Linked DNA regions of Mus musculus: regions 2, 3, 4 and 5 are each linked to region 1. A link is a contact called in public HiChIP or PLAC-seq and promoter capture Hi-C data. All regions are on one chromosome and are shown on one strand. Each heading gives the region's core, a stretch centred on a gene start, on an enhancer-like site or on the middle of the called end of the contact. The rest is flanking DNA. Distances are from core to core; before and after follow the strand shown. Region 1 holds the start of 5530601H04Rik (RIKEN cDNA 5530601H04 gene). Region 2 holds the start of Fgf16 (fibroblast growth factor 16). Region 3 holds the start of Nexmif (neurite extension and migration factor). Region 4 overlaps Atrx (ATRX, chromatin remodeler). Region 5 overlaps Atrx (ATRX, chromatin remodeler).

Region 1 (2,724 bases), core at 164-2,663:
CCTCCTGTGACTAAACATGGTCCTGCCTAAGGTCAAACCAAACCTCTCTTTCTTTCCACCTTCTGTCTCTCTTCAGATGCCTTTTAATAATCTACCATGAAGTAAGAAAATTAATTCCAAGAGGCCAAACAAGAACTCCAGCTACTGTGTTTTTGCACCCAGTGAACAGATTTGCTTTTCAGGAAGGAAAAACTAGAGAACATCAAATACTTTTAATTCCAACACGTGATAAATTAAGTTGATTCCTAATTATGCTATTTTAAAATAGTCTTGTACATATAAAATTATGTATGTTATATATAATTTTATATATGCACACACACATACTCACTTGTAAAATGGGAACAAAACTATCCAACTTGTAGTTATTCTATACAAGTTCATGCAGTGTGGAGCACCAGCTAACATAGTTTTATGTTCAATTTATGGCAGTTAGCTACAACAGTATTAATATTTTGGTCACAGAACTTAATCAGTAAGGCTTGGAGGCATGGGCTTTAGAAGTTTTGATGGAGAACCCTTGTAAACAAGATTAGGCGATTTTTATTAAAAGGCATGGCATGGGAGTGAATTCCTTGACATCTCTTCCATCTTGTAATGAAACAGTTCCTCTGGAATAGCAAGCAACAAGGCTCAAAGCACTGAGGTCATAACCATTTCGTTCCTTTGTTTTATAATTACCAACCTCTAAAATGTGAAAAGTTAATTTATAATGGTTAGAAAGTATGCAGTCTCATATTATTAATAGAAGCACAAACTAAACTTCCATGCTTTTATTTACCATTATAAGCTGCTGTATTTTTAAAAAAAAATAAAAATAAAAATTGTACTCTATGGGAGATATTGCTGTCCTAACCAAAAAAAAAACAAAAAAAAAAAACAAAAAAACAAAAAAACAAATGCATATCCGAGAAAGTATACAGTAAGCCAGTATCAAAATAAAGAAATAGTAATCAAAGAAACACATTAAAAATATTTTTTTCCAGTCATTAGATTGGCTTAGAATCAGGAAAACCTGGGGCTATAAAATGCCAGAGAAGATCCAAATTTCTGTAAGGAAGTAGTTTTTTGACTGAGGTGTTGTTTTTTCTAAACACAAAGGGCGGGGGAAGAGCGGGTCTGAGCGCATCAGTGAAATCATGCTGCCATCAAGCGGCTATTTTTATAAAGTAAAAAACAAAGTCCGGGAGTGTGTTTTCTTTATGCACGACTTTGGCTGTTTGTTCTGGAAGAGACCAGTGAAGGTACAAAGAGACAAAATGTAAAAGGAAGGCTAAAGCCGACTGACCAGGATGCCCCACCGTTTAGCTCCGGAGATTGCCCCGGAAGTGAATTCGCAATTGATTGACACCTAGTTTCTTCAAATTAGAGTCTGGAAACCATGGCAGCAGCAGGAAGTTCCGGCTGTTTTAAAGTCGCGGTTCCGGTGTTCAGGATGCCAGGGATGATGGGAAGCCTGTTCTTGTTTATCGGTTTGTACGGAACTTCACCCGCGGTAGAGTACGGCCTGAGAATTTTGTTCCAGCACCGGTGTGAGGTGGCTGCCTTTATCGATGGAAATGAAACCCGGGGCTGGGGCTGGGGGATGAGGGGGGAGCGGGGGAGACCTTAGTCTCCCGACCTTAGCACAAAAAGGAACAGTCCCTGTCCTATTTGCACATGTGCACTGGGCTGTACTGAATTACCCAGTCTGCTGTGTTTTCTGGGCCAGAAAGATGTTTGGCGGGAAGTTTGTTTCGTCAGGGCTGGGGTTGGCTCGGGGGCGGTTGCGGGGGACGGGAGGGGGCGGGCATCTAGCACTGGAATTCTAAGGGCATAAATCCACACACCTGTCTAGACATCCATCCATCCTTTCATTCAGGAAAACATCTGAGCCCATGAATTGCCAGACCCTGGATACCTGAGACACATCCACTTGCTTCTCAGGTACTGTTTATTCTAGTATCTGGAGCCAGACTATAAATAAATGGTTGACTTAATTTCAGATAAACATGAGTAATAGAAAGTAAAACAGGCCAAGCTATACAGCAGGGAGTACCCTTATTTTAACTAAGTGGTCAGACCTTACTTCCTTTAGAAATGATGATTGAGGACATCAGGAATGGTGGCAATTAATGACTTTGAAAAGACTTCAGGTACAGATGATTACTGCATCATTTCTAGTAGTTCTAGAAAGTTGGACTAGAGGGGTTCAGTGGATCCAGAAGTGCCAGCTCTAGATCTTGGACAACAGTGTGTGCATGTTAGGGCTTTGAGCATTCCAGTTAAAGGCTTCCTCTGACTTAGTCCCAGCGTCCTGAGGGTGGGGATGCCTGATTCCCTTCCATTTTCTCTTCTGCTTTCCCACCGTGTCTTCATTCTCTCTGGGTCCTGGGATCTCATCCTTTCAGATTGGACATCTGTGGGCTTCCCTTTGCTATGACGTAAGTGTGGTACAAGCGGAGCTCCAGTGCTATCCGTGAATACTAGTAGAGTTCTAATTCTGGTTAAGAGTTTGGGATGGGGCCTTGCTGCACTGTAACTGTGAAGGTGTTTTATAAAGAATCTTGTGATGATTCAGCATTGTGAAATAGTGACAACAGCATGGTAAATTGAATCAAATAAACCCAGACATATTGTTTGTGGGCAAAATTAGAACCCTTCCAGTTATCCCAGGTACAGTTCATGCTTGTCTTGTTGGTCCCTTCCTATTCTGTATCACCTTCCTCTTCTCTCACTTCCCTC
Region 2 (2,762 bases), core at 78-2,577, 690 kb before region 1:
CATTACAAGGACCTAGGGAGGAAGCCGAGGACACTGCGGCGGAGGAGAAAGGCTAGCTGTCACCACACCTGTTTGATGGCTTAATAATGAATAGGAAATTGAAAATAAAAAACCCGGCAAATTACAGAAGAGGGAACACAGTTGCTTAGAAGCCTAAAGATTGCCGTCCCAGATCAAGGTTTATATTAATCGTGTAATTAGTTCTGTATGGCGATGCAGGCAGCTGGGTGCTCTGAACAATCTGTACAGTCGCAGGCTGGCAGAGGCAATCTTGCCTGGAGATTAGACATTTCCTGTTTCTGGGGCTGGCAGTGGGTTCGGGGCAGTTCCCTCACGTGGGCGAGGAGTAAGTTCTGGGCAAAAGATACCCAAGACTTGTTCATAGGCAGTGGGCACCCCAAGGTTTTTCTAGATTCTCAGCTCCCAGGCTCCCAGGCTCATGCTGTGCTGCCTGGATTGGCTTCTACCCTGGGCAGAGCCACCCCTGAGGATGACCAGTGCCATGACGGCCGGATCCCCGTCAGATAAAAGTGATTTGGGTAAGGGCCGCTGGCCCGTGGAGGCTCCTGCTCTGGGCGATCAGTCGCGACGGGTCTGCCACCCTTAAGACTCCTCTGGCCGCGGTCCCCTGCCTCCTAGTCGAGGACTTCGGCTCCTCTCCAGACTCCACCTGCTTCCCTCGGAGACCCGACGATGGGCTCTCACGGGGAACCCCTTGCTCCGGGAGGAGGGAGGGTGGAGCGGCTGGAAGAGGCCGCACCGCGAGGCGCCTCCGCCCCCTCCGGGGAGCGTCGCGGGGCGCGGGGGGCCACCGAGTCCCCGCCAGGCTTAGGGCCCTGCCACCGCATCCCACCCCGACGGGTCCGGACGGCGTCCGGTGCTAGAAGGTTCGGGGGGACCCCTGCGGGACAGCCCCGCGTCGACGGCTCCCTAGTCCGCGGTCCGTCCGCTCCCTCTCCCCCACCACCCCTCCACGGCCGGGTCCTCACCGAAGCGGCTGTGGTCGTGGCGGGTGCCGTGCACCGTGCCGTTGGGGAAGATCTCAAGGTGGAAGCCGGTGCGGCAGTAGAGCTGGCGGCGCCGCAGGATCCCCTTCAGGTGGGCGAAGTCTGTGGGCGAGCCGCGCTGCAGCTTCCCCTCGATCTGGCCCAGGCGCTCGTTCAGGAAACCCGGGGAGTCAGCTAAGGGCACGTTCCCCAGAGAGGAGGAGAAGCCGTGCAGGTCCCAGTCCAAGGAGGCAAAGACGCCCCCGACCTCCGCCATGGCGGGGCCGGCGGCGGCGCGGGCCGAGCCGGGGCCCCGGGGCGCGAACTGCCTGTCTTGGCGGCGGGCGCGGGCGGGCGGGTCGGCGGCGCTCGCTTGCTCGCTCGCTCGCTGCTCGGCTCCGCGCTCTGCCCAGCTGCAGCACACGTCTGTTCGCGTCCAAAGAACTTCTCAGCGGCGGGGAGCGTGGGGCAGCGCGCTCCTGACCTTGCTCTCAGTTAAAGTTCGGCTTCCCCTCCGCATCCATCTCTCCTGGCCTCTCATAGCTGGCTTCCTGGAGCTATCAGATGCAAATGGCACTTTATATACGTACCCACTCCCCTTCCATTGACATATTGGATATTTAAATACAAGCCACACCTCACTGGCATCCCCTCAGAGATTGGTGTGTGGGTTCTTTCCTTTTTTCCCCCCTTCTCGTATCCATTTGGCTCTTTTTGGGAGAGGGGGGTGGAGGCGGGGAGCGAGCGAGCGAGCTTCACTCCCTCTTTTATTATGAAAAAAATGGCAGGAAAAAGCTACACATTGCAGTGAGGCATAACTGCTTTTGGCAGGTTTTCTTAAACTGCTGATGAAATAACGGAGCCCAGTACGTGGAGGCCATTGGCGACCACGGCCACGCAGGCTAGTTCCTCCGGGGTCTGTCTGTCGGTCTGCTGCAAGGGCCACCCCCGCCTCCCACGCATCCTCCCGCTGCTCCCCTCTGGGAAGTGCCGGAGACCGGGGCTGGGGGGAGGGAGTCCTCGCGCTGTTGAGCTCCTCTTCTCTGGCCCAAAAGAGGCTGCGGAAGGGGTATCTGGCCCGGGACAGGGGCGCTCCAGCTCCTTTGTTCTGCTGCCCTTTAGTCCCACTCCCCACCTGTAGGTCCACAGGGGTCTGAGGAAGCGAAAACGTTCTGGAAGCCAAACGCAGTTGCAGCTGTAAGGTCTTGAGAGGTGGTGGAGGTCCCTGCAGGCACCAAAGGGTGGGGGCGCTTAAAGGGTCTGGGAGGAGCGGGAAATCCCAGAGGGAAAGAAGACTTTTTAAAAAGGACGTTGTGGCTTAGACATAGAGGGGTGGAGGCTAAGACATAGAAAGCGATCTTTTTGAAAAATGATCTCCATGGATTTCTGGGCGCGCTTTTACAAGGCTCAGGAGAGCAAGCTCTGTGAGAGGCCATTGGAAGCCTGGTGGGGGCTCTCCCCCTATACACCTCTTTTCTTGTTGGAAACAGGTGTTTCCTCGCTCTGTCCTGTGCCCTGTTCCAAGAAACTCTATCAGGAAGAGCGGCCGTCAGGGGTGGGAACTGGCGGCTGCCAGAAAGAGAGGCTGGGTGGAGAGGACCTGGCGAGCAGGTGCCTGCCTGCCGCAAGCCCCTGCATCTCTGCCCCGCACCTGAACCCCACGGTCCCTCTGGGCCTCTGGCGCTCGCCTCCTTCTTCCTTATTAAATGGCGTTGTTGCTTGCAGTTTTCACACGCAGCAGGCGCTGGCCGCCTTCCCAGGTTCTGGTAGTGACTG
Region 3 (2,777 bases), core at 254-2,753, 870 kb after region 1:
TTCTGTAATATAAGAGGGGACTGACAAGGAGTATTCCAAGAAGGTGAAATGGTAGGTGGCCTTTAGCTAAACCTCCCTGAAAACACACCCAGAAGTGTGTCCCCTAGGTGAGTGTAAGTTTTAAAAACCTGCCCCCACCCCACACAGACACTCCATGGCAAGAGGATGAAAGAGTCAGGACTGCGTTCCTTTAACTTAAACCCGACCCCTGTATCTTTTACTTTGCCTTGAAAAATCTCTCCCCCTACCCTCCTGACCCATACACATTATCCATGTCTGTGCTGTTTCTGGGGAGGGGTTAGGTGACAGGCTAGAGGCCCTGGGAAGGGTTAGAGGACTTACACACTGCAGATCTCGAAGTCTGACCTTAGAAAATGAGGCTGTAGGGTGGAAACAGAGAAATCTGAAATTGAGCTCTCCATGACTGGGAAGCTGGGTTGTGGCAAGGACTTGCTGGAGCAAGTGCACACAAAGTAGCTAGCTTTATTCTCTCCGCTCTAGCGTCAACACTTAATCGTTCTCCCTGGTTTCTAGTGGCACTGACCGTGGCTCTCAGGCCCCAACCCTACACCCTGGGCTTCATTGAATACTACGTGTTCCCCGGTGGGTCGCTTTCCATTCCTGTACTGTTGATTCCCAGGGCGTCAAAAGGGAAATGACCACCTAAGGAATTTTCCTGTGACAGCAGTCAGATCCCATTTCCTTCCCGGCCATATTCAGAATCCCTTTTTCTCTCCTTCACTTCCTAAAAAAACTCATCCCTTTCCAATTCTCTGCCTTGTTACAACCCTTCCAGCACAATCCACCTTCCCGGGGCTTGGGGCCTGAAGTTAAGGGTAGGTTGGATGGATAGAGGCTTAATACATGGAGCCATTCAGATATTCTTCCTGAAACTTCAGAGCGCCCCTCTCTGAACACATAACTGCCTTCAAAGGCGTGGGAGAGTGGTGTCCGGCTGCGTGTCTGCTAGGGGAAGAACAAGCCAGCAGCGCCGTGGACTGGGCGGGCTGCGAGAATGTGAGTGGGGGGCGGGGTGGGGGTGGGGAAGGGGGGTGCGCGCCCTTTATGACAGGTGGCCGCGCAGTGCGCGCTCCCGGACGTCTGAGGGGACCGCCGGGAGGGACAGACAGACAGACAGGGTGGGAGGGGGCACACACGAGGAAGGGACCGCAGAGAGGGTAAGGAAAGAGAGAGCAAGATAGGGAGGGCTGTGGTGGGGAAGGAGGATAGGGAGGGGAACGCGTCCAACAAGAACTGCTGTGTTGGAGGAAACAATGGCAGGGGCAATAGCGATGGTGGCAGCCGAGGCAGCCCCACTCTGGGCACCTTTCTGAATGGGCAGAGGCAGCTCTGGAAGCAGAAGAGAGCAGGCAGAGCCCGCAGAGGCTCTGAGCCAAGCAGCCCAGGGAGGAGAAGGGGGAGGAGGAGGAGGAAGAGGAGGAGGAGGAGAAAGGGGGGAGGAGGGGGCCGAGGCAGGGGGGGAGAACCCGGGAAGGAAAACCAGTAGCATCAGCAGCAGCAGCCACCGCCGCCGCCACCACCACAGCAGTGGCAGTAGCGGCAGTGGCAGCGTTTAGCAGTAGTGTTCCCAGCGCTAGCGGCAGTCGCAACCGCCCTCCGCGTCTCCGTCTCGCGGACAGCCGCAGCCACCGCGTGCAGAGCGGGCTCCGGGCACCGCCGCGCGCAGCCGGCGAGCCGGGCAGTGCTGGCGCGGGCGAGCGGCGCGGTGAGAGGAGCGCTGTCCTGGGAGCCGGCGGGCGGCTGTGGAGCCTCTGAGTTTCGGCGCCCGAGCCCGACAGCTCTGCCTCCATCTAGTGCGGCGGCTGCGGCGGAGCCAGAGTGAGCGAGCGGAGCGAGGCGCGTCCACCTGGCGGGCCCCGCGCATGGAGCAGAGGCAGAGGAGACGGCAGTGAGCGGGAGCAGCGGCGGCAGCTCTAGCAGCTCCGGCGACGGCGACGGCGGCGGCAGCCCAGCCTTGACTGCGACCGTCCCAGCTCGGGACGCCGGCAGCAAGGACCCACCAGCGACGTGCGCCTCGGGAGGCGGCCTGCGAGGTGAGTCTGAGCGCTGCCATGCAGCCTCCCCCATCCCCCCCGGGCCTTCTCCCTGGCTCCCCGGGCCGGCTGGAGCCGGCGGGCGGCAGCTGGGGGTGGGGGTGGCGGCTGCGAGGAACCGAGGGCTAGCCGAGCGAGGAGCCGAGCAAGGGATGCCGGCGGGGAGAGCGTGTGTGTGTGTGTGTGTGTGTGTGTGTGCGCGCGCGTGCGTGTGAGTGTGTGTGAGTGGGAGAGTGTGCGAATGGCGTGCGGGTGCTGTCTGTGTGCGGGAGGCAGCGAGGCCGCCGGGGCGAGGGAGCCTGGCTCGCCCGCCGCTGCCGCCGCCGCTGCCGCCGCCGCCGCCGCCGAGCGTGCGCTGCAATCTAGGAAAGGCCTGTGTGCCGCCGCCGGGGGAGGGGGAGGGGAAGGGAGCGGGCCGGAGCCGCCGCCACTGCCGCCGCCGCTCACACACGCCTGCCTGCCGCAGGGCAGCGGCCGCTAGCCGCCTGCCACCTCCCATCGGTTCGGTGACCCCGGGGGAACCTCGGGCGTCTGGGGAAAGTGGCACGGCCCGAGGCACGCGTCCGAGGGAGCGGGAAAACGTAGGCACGCGGCGGGCGCCGGCTGGCGTCCCGGCCGAAGCTGCAGAGGTGCGAAGGCGCCGCTGGCCGCCGTACGGACGCCTCCCCCGCCCGAGGCTCCCGCGCGCCCCAGGCGCCTCTGGCCACCCCGCGGTGGCACGGG
Region 4 (2,700 bases), core at 154-2,653, 810 kb before region 1:
TTCTCAACCTTCCTAATTTTTTCATCCATTAATGTAGTTCCTCATATTGTAGTGACCCCAATCATAAATTTATTTTCCTGGCTACTTCATAACTGTAATTTTGCTGTTTTTATGAATTGTAATGTAAATATTTGTATTTTCCAATAGTCTTAGGCAACCCCTGTGAACGTGTTGTTTGACGCCCAAGGGGGTGCTGAATCTCAGGTTGAGAACCACTGTTGTAAACAATGTAATATAGTAGTTATTGCTTCTAGACTGTTAGAAGTTTAGGATCAAATTCAGAGCTTCAAGGGATTTTTTTATTTCTGTGAAGCACAGATTTTAGCTCAGACCTGTCTTAAGCCAGTGCTAGTGGATCCTCTTGCTACCACAGCTTTGCTTTTGTTTAGAACACTCTTCAGGAAGGAACACTAGTTCTTAAATCTTGAGAGCTCTTTGCAAACCCTGGGGCTTCTCTGAAAGTACATACATGAAGTGACCGTCATTTACAACTACCAGTTTTGGGATGTGAGTCTTTAAGTTTACTGTAGTGGACTGTAATCAGTCCTCTGTGCCCTCCTGGCCTTTTTTATACTTCTCCGTTTAATTATTAACACCAACTAGATGGCAATAATTTGCTAAAATCTACTTGGTGCTTTTACACATCCCTGTGTTTCATATGGAACTGTGACAACTCCCTGCATTGAGTTAAATTGTTCTTATAATGGCCAGTTTAGTACTAAGCCCAGTAATGCACATAAATGTTGAGGCTTGGATCTTTTCCTTTTTTAAAGATTTATTCATTTATGTATATGAGTACACTGTAGCTGTCTTTCGCCACACCAGAAGAGGGCGTCATATCTCATTACAGTTGGTTGTGAGCCACCATGTGGTTGCTGGGAATTGAACTCAGGACCTCTGGAAGAGCAGCCAGTGCTCTTGACCACTGAGCCATCTCTCTAGCCCCGGCTTGGAGCTTTTTTATGATGTTTGTTGTATTTATTTTCTCCTCAGCCTGGAGGTTTTAGTTAGGATAGTCTTTCTAAAACATTTTAATAGACATCAACAAAAATGGTCTCATTCTACGGTTAATTGGTTGACTACTTCAGTTTTAAGTGTCTTAAAGTGACCTTCTGTTTAAAACTCTTCAAGGACTATGAATGCTGGTGAAGCTTCGCTGTACTCCGGGGGAAATTGTGTAGACTAGGTATAGCAGCAATAGAGTGAACTTTACTGTTTCCTACCCTCCACAAGCCCCCTCCCTCCGAAGCAAGGTTGAAGAACTCTTAAAAATCTTTAAAGTTCTTTTTCCAATTTGGACTGTGAGAAAAATAGGCTGTCTTTCGCTTTCTGCCAGTTACTTTAGACTGTTTAGGGAACCTGGCATGAAAGGTCATTTCCTAAGAGCTTTTGTCATAGGCACTGTAAACACGGGGAGCTGGGCTGAGGCTTTCTATTTGACTGACACATTTCTTTTAGTTCATGATACCTCCCTCCTGTTTTTATGAACTAAACTTGAATAAGTAATTTGCTGACACTTGGCCCGTTTACTACTAGCCCGTGGTCCTTATACAAACTATGTACCAGCAATGTTGGCTTGATCTGAAGTCTTGCACTTCACTTGCACATTTCATATGTGTAATTGGTTTTTTAAATGAAATCATTCTAGGTACAGTGATTGTACAACCAGAGCCAGTGCTGAATGAAGACAAAGATGATTTTAAAGGGCCTGAATTTAGAAGCAGAAGTAAAATGAAAGCTGACAATCTCAAAAAACGCGGAGGTAAATACAAGTGGAAATGAAACATGAGTTTAAATTGCTGTCTATGACCATTTTGGAAAATCTCATATGCTTACTAAAAATACCTCCATTTTTCCGCCCATTGTTTAGTAAAAGCACTACTTAAAAATAATTTCTGTTTCTCTTTGCGCTCTGAAGCAGAAAAGGTTAAAGTCCGTTTCTCAAAACACCTTTGCCTTCAGTGGCTACTAATTGTTGCTTAGCACTTCCCCACATACTGGTTCGAGAGTACGTATATGCCAGAAAAGCATGAGTGTGCCCTCCAGTGGAAGCCATTTCCAATTTGTAAAACTTTGCCTGTAGCCTCCTTCAGGTAACTTCATCCATACTCTGAATAATGCTATGGACAGTGATAGAGCATCAGATTAGGTGGTAGTTGCAGTACTTATTTAAGATAGCAACACCTTCATTCCTGACAAGTTCGAATTTCTGGATGAGCTCAAGAATGGTCCCCAGTTTGGTCTTCATGGATGCCATAGAACTCATTGCAACACTAAGTAGAGGAGATGGGAGCTGGAGTGATGAAGTCCTTTCGTTGTTCTGTCCTTCCACTCTTGGTTTTCCCTCATACACGGCCAGAGTGTCTAGCCATCCATAGGAAGAGCGTGGGGAGAATTTACTTAGAAATCTATTATAGTTGAGTTTCTGCCCCACTTTTTGTGTATGGTTTTTAAATAGTGCCTATATATAGTTTTTGGGCAGAATAATAGAGTCAGAATCTGTAACTATAAGAGGAATGACTCTTTCAAAATTAGAACATGGCAAATCTCCAAGTAAAAGTGTTATAGATGTGTCTCTTTAATATTTTTATAGTACATAATTATGAAATTATGTTGAGATTTTAAAAAAGATTTTAGATTTGTATTTTATTATATGATTATTTCAATAGAACTAGCAAAATATTTTCTATACTTAAGATA
Region 5 (2,700 bases), core at 80-2,579, 830 kb before region 1:
TTTCAGTCTCCATTTTCTTAATGTCTGTCTCCTTTTCCCTCTCCTCTCTCTTCCTTTCCCTCCCCTCCCCTCCCCTCCTCCCTTTCTTTTGTTTATGTGTCTGTCTGTCCTTCCATCCGTCTGTGTGTGTGACATGCTTGCATGGTACCCGCAGAAGCCAGGAGAAGGCATGGGATTTTCTCAAACTGGAGTAAGTGGGTACGATTCACCATGTGACTGCTGGGAATTTAAGTGCTCTATAAGAGCAGCCAGTGTTGTTAAGGGACTGCATTGTTCTTTTAGCACCTCCCACCCCTGTTTATTTGGCTTATATATCCCCATAACAGTTCACCATTGAAGGAAGTCAGAACAGGAATTCAGAGAAAGGCAGCAACCACAGAGGCACACTACCTTTTTTTTTCTGATTCACTTTAGATCCCGCTCACTGCTCCCTCCTCCCAGTCACTCCCTCCCACAATCCTTGCTGCCTCTCCCTTTTCTCTGAGAGGGTAGGGGTCCCCCTGAATATCCCCTCACCCCGACACATCAAGTGGATCCAGGGCAAGGTGCTTCCTCTTCCACTGAGGCCAGACAAGGCAGCCCAGCTAGAAGAACATATCCCATGAATAGGCAACAGCTTTTGGGATAGCCCCTGCTCAGTTGTTTGCAGCCCCCTTAATTTTAATATGTGTGTGTGTGTGTGTGTGTGTATGTTTGTTTGTCTTGTGTATACGAGTGTGAGATTTTTCCAGGCAGTTGTGTTGTCTGTGGGTGTTGGCAGTTGAACTTTGATCTGAAAAATCAGTGAGTTGTTTCTTCAGCCCTTTCATTTCATTAATTTCTGATCGTATTCTTCCTTTTTTTTTCAGACAGGGTTTCTCCCTGTAGCCCTGGCTGTCCAGAAACTCACTCTGTAGATCAGGCTAGCCTCTAATTCATACAGTTCCACTTTCCTCTGTCTCCCGAGCACTGGGGTTAAAGGTGTGAACCACTATCATCCAACACTTTGTATTTTTTTATGGTATCCTTTGATATCCTTTAAATTTAATGAAGTCAGGATTTATTTTGTCTTGCTTTTATGATTATAAAATCGTCATTTAAAAGACTAGATTTGTTTTTATATACTGCGCATGTATGTATACTTTGTGTCTGTGTGTTCATGTGCTCATGCTTGTGTGCACACAGAAGCCAGAAGAGATTATATTAGTCTCCTTTTCTATTATGCTTTGCTTTGAAGCAGGCAGGGTTTCTCTGATCCAGGAGCTTGTGTTTTCTAGTCTAGATGTCAACAGATCCAATCAGTCTTTTTGTTTCTGGCTCCCTTATGAGTACAGTTGCATGGACTGCTTGTTAACATGCGTGCTGGGATATGGACTCTGTCCTCATGATTACTCAAGTGCTTTTCATTGCAGGGTGATCTCTCCAGCATTGAAAAACCATCATTAAAAAAGGATTAAATGTTTAATTTCTGCTTTCAAGCTTTTGAACTCTTTTTAATCCTATTCAGTTTATTTTTATAATTTTCTATCACCTGTCTATCTTTCTTTCTTTCTGTCTGTCTATCTATATCTATATTTGATGTTGTTTGTTTTTGAAAGAGAGTCTCACTATTTTTCTGGCTGTTCTGGAACTCACTCTGCATGCTCTGGCCTCAAATTCACAGCAGCCTGACGATCTCTGCCTCCCCAGTGCTGGGATTAATGGTGTATTCTATAAATGATGATTTTATTATTATTTTTATTTTTGGTTTTTCAAGACAGGGTTTCTCAGTATAGTCCTGGCTGTCCTGGAACTCACTTTGTAGACCAGGCTGGCCTCGAACTCAGAAATCCGCCTGCCTCTGCTGGGATTAAAGGCGTGTGCCACCACACCCGGCGATTTTATTATTGATTTCTTAAAAGTGTGCATTTTTTCAAATCCTAGTCTATAAATGTATTCATCTTAGTATCAGTCTATTATATAACTAACTATTCGGTGCCAAGCAGAAGGTAGAATAAACTCAATAAGACAATTAGACATTAGATAAACACAGTTGCTAAATTAATAATTTTCTTAGTGTAAAGGAACAAAAATGTTTCATATTTTGCATGTTGGCATGTTTACGCTTTCTTGCAAAGGTGATCTTACCAGTATTTTAGTTTCAGAGGCCTTTGCAGATACGGCTCATGTATAAGAAAAGAGTTACTAAAGTTATTAATGATAATGAGATACATGCAAGGGTCAGCTAGACATTATGAAATAAAGGTGAATGAATTTTGTTTGTTTTTTTCTTTCAATTTATTTATACTGTAGCTGTCTTTAGACACACCAGAAGAGGGCATCAGATCTCATTACAGATGGTTGTGAGCCACCATGTGGTTGCTGGGAATCGAACTTGGGACCTCTGGAAGAGCAGTTAGTGCTCTTAACTACTGAGCCACCTCTCCTGCCTCTGTTTTCTAAGTGTTAGGATCAAAGGAGTATACCAGTATCGCTATGCCTAGCAAAAGGTGGATACAATTTACACATGAATATCTTTGTGCCTTTGATGATCCCCGTTTTTCTTTTGAAACTACTTTGTGGTTTTAAAGTTTGCTGTCTTGGGAGGCAGAGGCAGGTGGATTTCTGAGTTCGAGGCCAGCCTGGTCTACAAAGTGAGTTTCAGGACAGCCAGAGCTATACAGAGAAATCCTGTCTCAAAAAACCAAAACCAAAACCAAAAAAAAAAAAAAAAAAGTTTGC

Evidence for each region. Promoter capture Hi-C pulls out the DNA fragments that hold promoters and counts their contacts. HiChIP or PLAC-seq counts read pairs in DNA pulled down with a chosen protein or histone mark.
Region 2: an H3K4me3 HiChIP or PLAC-seq map of embryonic stem cells shows a contact between it and region 1, with 8 times the contacts expected there. The contact joins the promoter of Fgf16 here to the promoter of 5530601H04Rik in region 1. A contact is called at or near these places in 1 of 39 promoter capture datasets (hippocampal neurons) and 1 of 115 datasets of contacts at active chromatin or transcription factors (embryonic stem cells).
Region 3: a promoter capture Hi-C map of pre-B cells shows a contact between it and region 1. The contact joins the promoter of Nexmif here to the promoter of 5530601H04Rik in region 1. A contact is called at or near these places in 3 of 39 promoter capture datasets (embryonic stem cells, liver and pre-B cells) and 2 of 115 datasets of contacts at active chromatin or transcription factors (astrocytes and large pre-B cells).
Region 4: a promoter capture Hi-C map of liver shows a contact between it and region 1, with 3 times the contacts expected there. The contact joins the enhancer-like site here to the promoter of 5530601H04Rik in region 1. A contact is called at or near these places in 8 of 39 promoter capture datasets (the C10 cell line, cranial neural crest, embryonic stem cells and 3 more) and 6 of 115 datasets of contacts at active chromatin or transcription factors (astrocytes, embryonic stem cells, stem cell-derived epiblast-like cells and 1 more).
Region 5: a promoter capture Hi-C map of liver shows a contact between it and region 1, with 2.7 times the contacts expected there. The contact joins the enhancer-like site here to the promoter of 5530601H04Rik in region 1. A contact is called at or near these places in 7 of 39 promoter capture datasets (the C10 cell line, embryonic stem cells, erythroid cells and 4 more) and 2 of 115 datasets of contacts at active chromatin or transcription factors (embryonic stem cells and stem cell-derived neural progenitor cells).

What each region holds. Positions count from the first base shown.
Region 1 is chrX:105,068,813-105,071,536 of GRCm38.p6, reverse strand. 5530601H04Rik (RIKEN cDNA 5530601H04 gene) reads left to right here and starts at 1,413. Exons shown (of 5, transcript NR_015467.1): 1 at 1,413-1,537; 2 at 1,862-1,926.
Region 2 is chrX:105,763,042-105,765,803 of GRCm38.p6, reverse strand. It overlaps Fgf16 (fibroblast growth factor 16), which reads right to left and starts at 1,327. Exons shown (of 3, transcript NM_030614.2): 1 at 990-1,327. The coding sequence starts at 1,263.
Region 3 is chrX:104,199,910-104,202,686 of GRCm38.p6, reverse strand. It overlaps Nexmif (neurite extension and migration factor), which reads left to right and starts at 1,503. Exons shown (of 5, transcript NM_001077354.3): 1 at 1,503-2,054.
Region 4 is chrX:105,883,369-105,886,068 of GRCm38.p6, reverse strand. It overlaps Atrx (ATRX, chromatin remodeler), which reads left to right. Exons shown (of 35, transcript NM_009530.2): 6 at 1,649-1,762. Among named protein-coding and RNA genes, the nearest start is that of Gm23656, 11 kb to the right of the region's middle. Within about 2 kb of position 1,403, at least 2 of the 459 cell types and tissues checked have an H3K27ac peak or open chromatin away from gene starts, as enhancers often do. A contact at or near this core is called in liver, where this site is marked.
Region 5 is chrX:105,900,435-105,903,134 of GRCm38.p6, reverse strand. The region is part of intron 1 of Atrx (ATRX, chromatin remodeler); the gene reads left to right. Among named protein-coding and RNA genes, the nearest start is that of Atrx, 28 kb to the left of the region's middle. Within about 2 kb of position 1,329, at least 3 of the 459 cell types and tissues checked have an H3K27ac peak or open chromatin away from gene starts, as enhancers often do. A contact at or near this core is called in liver, where this site is marked.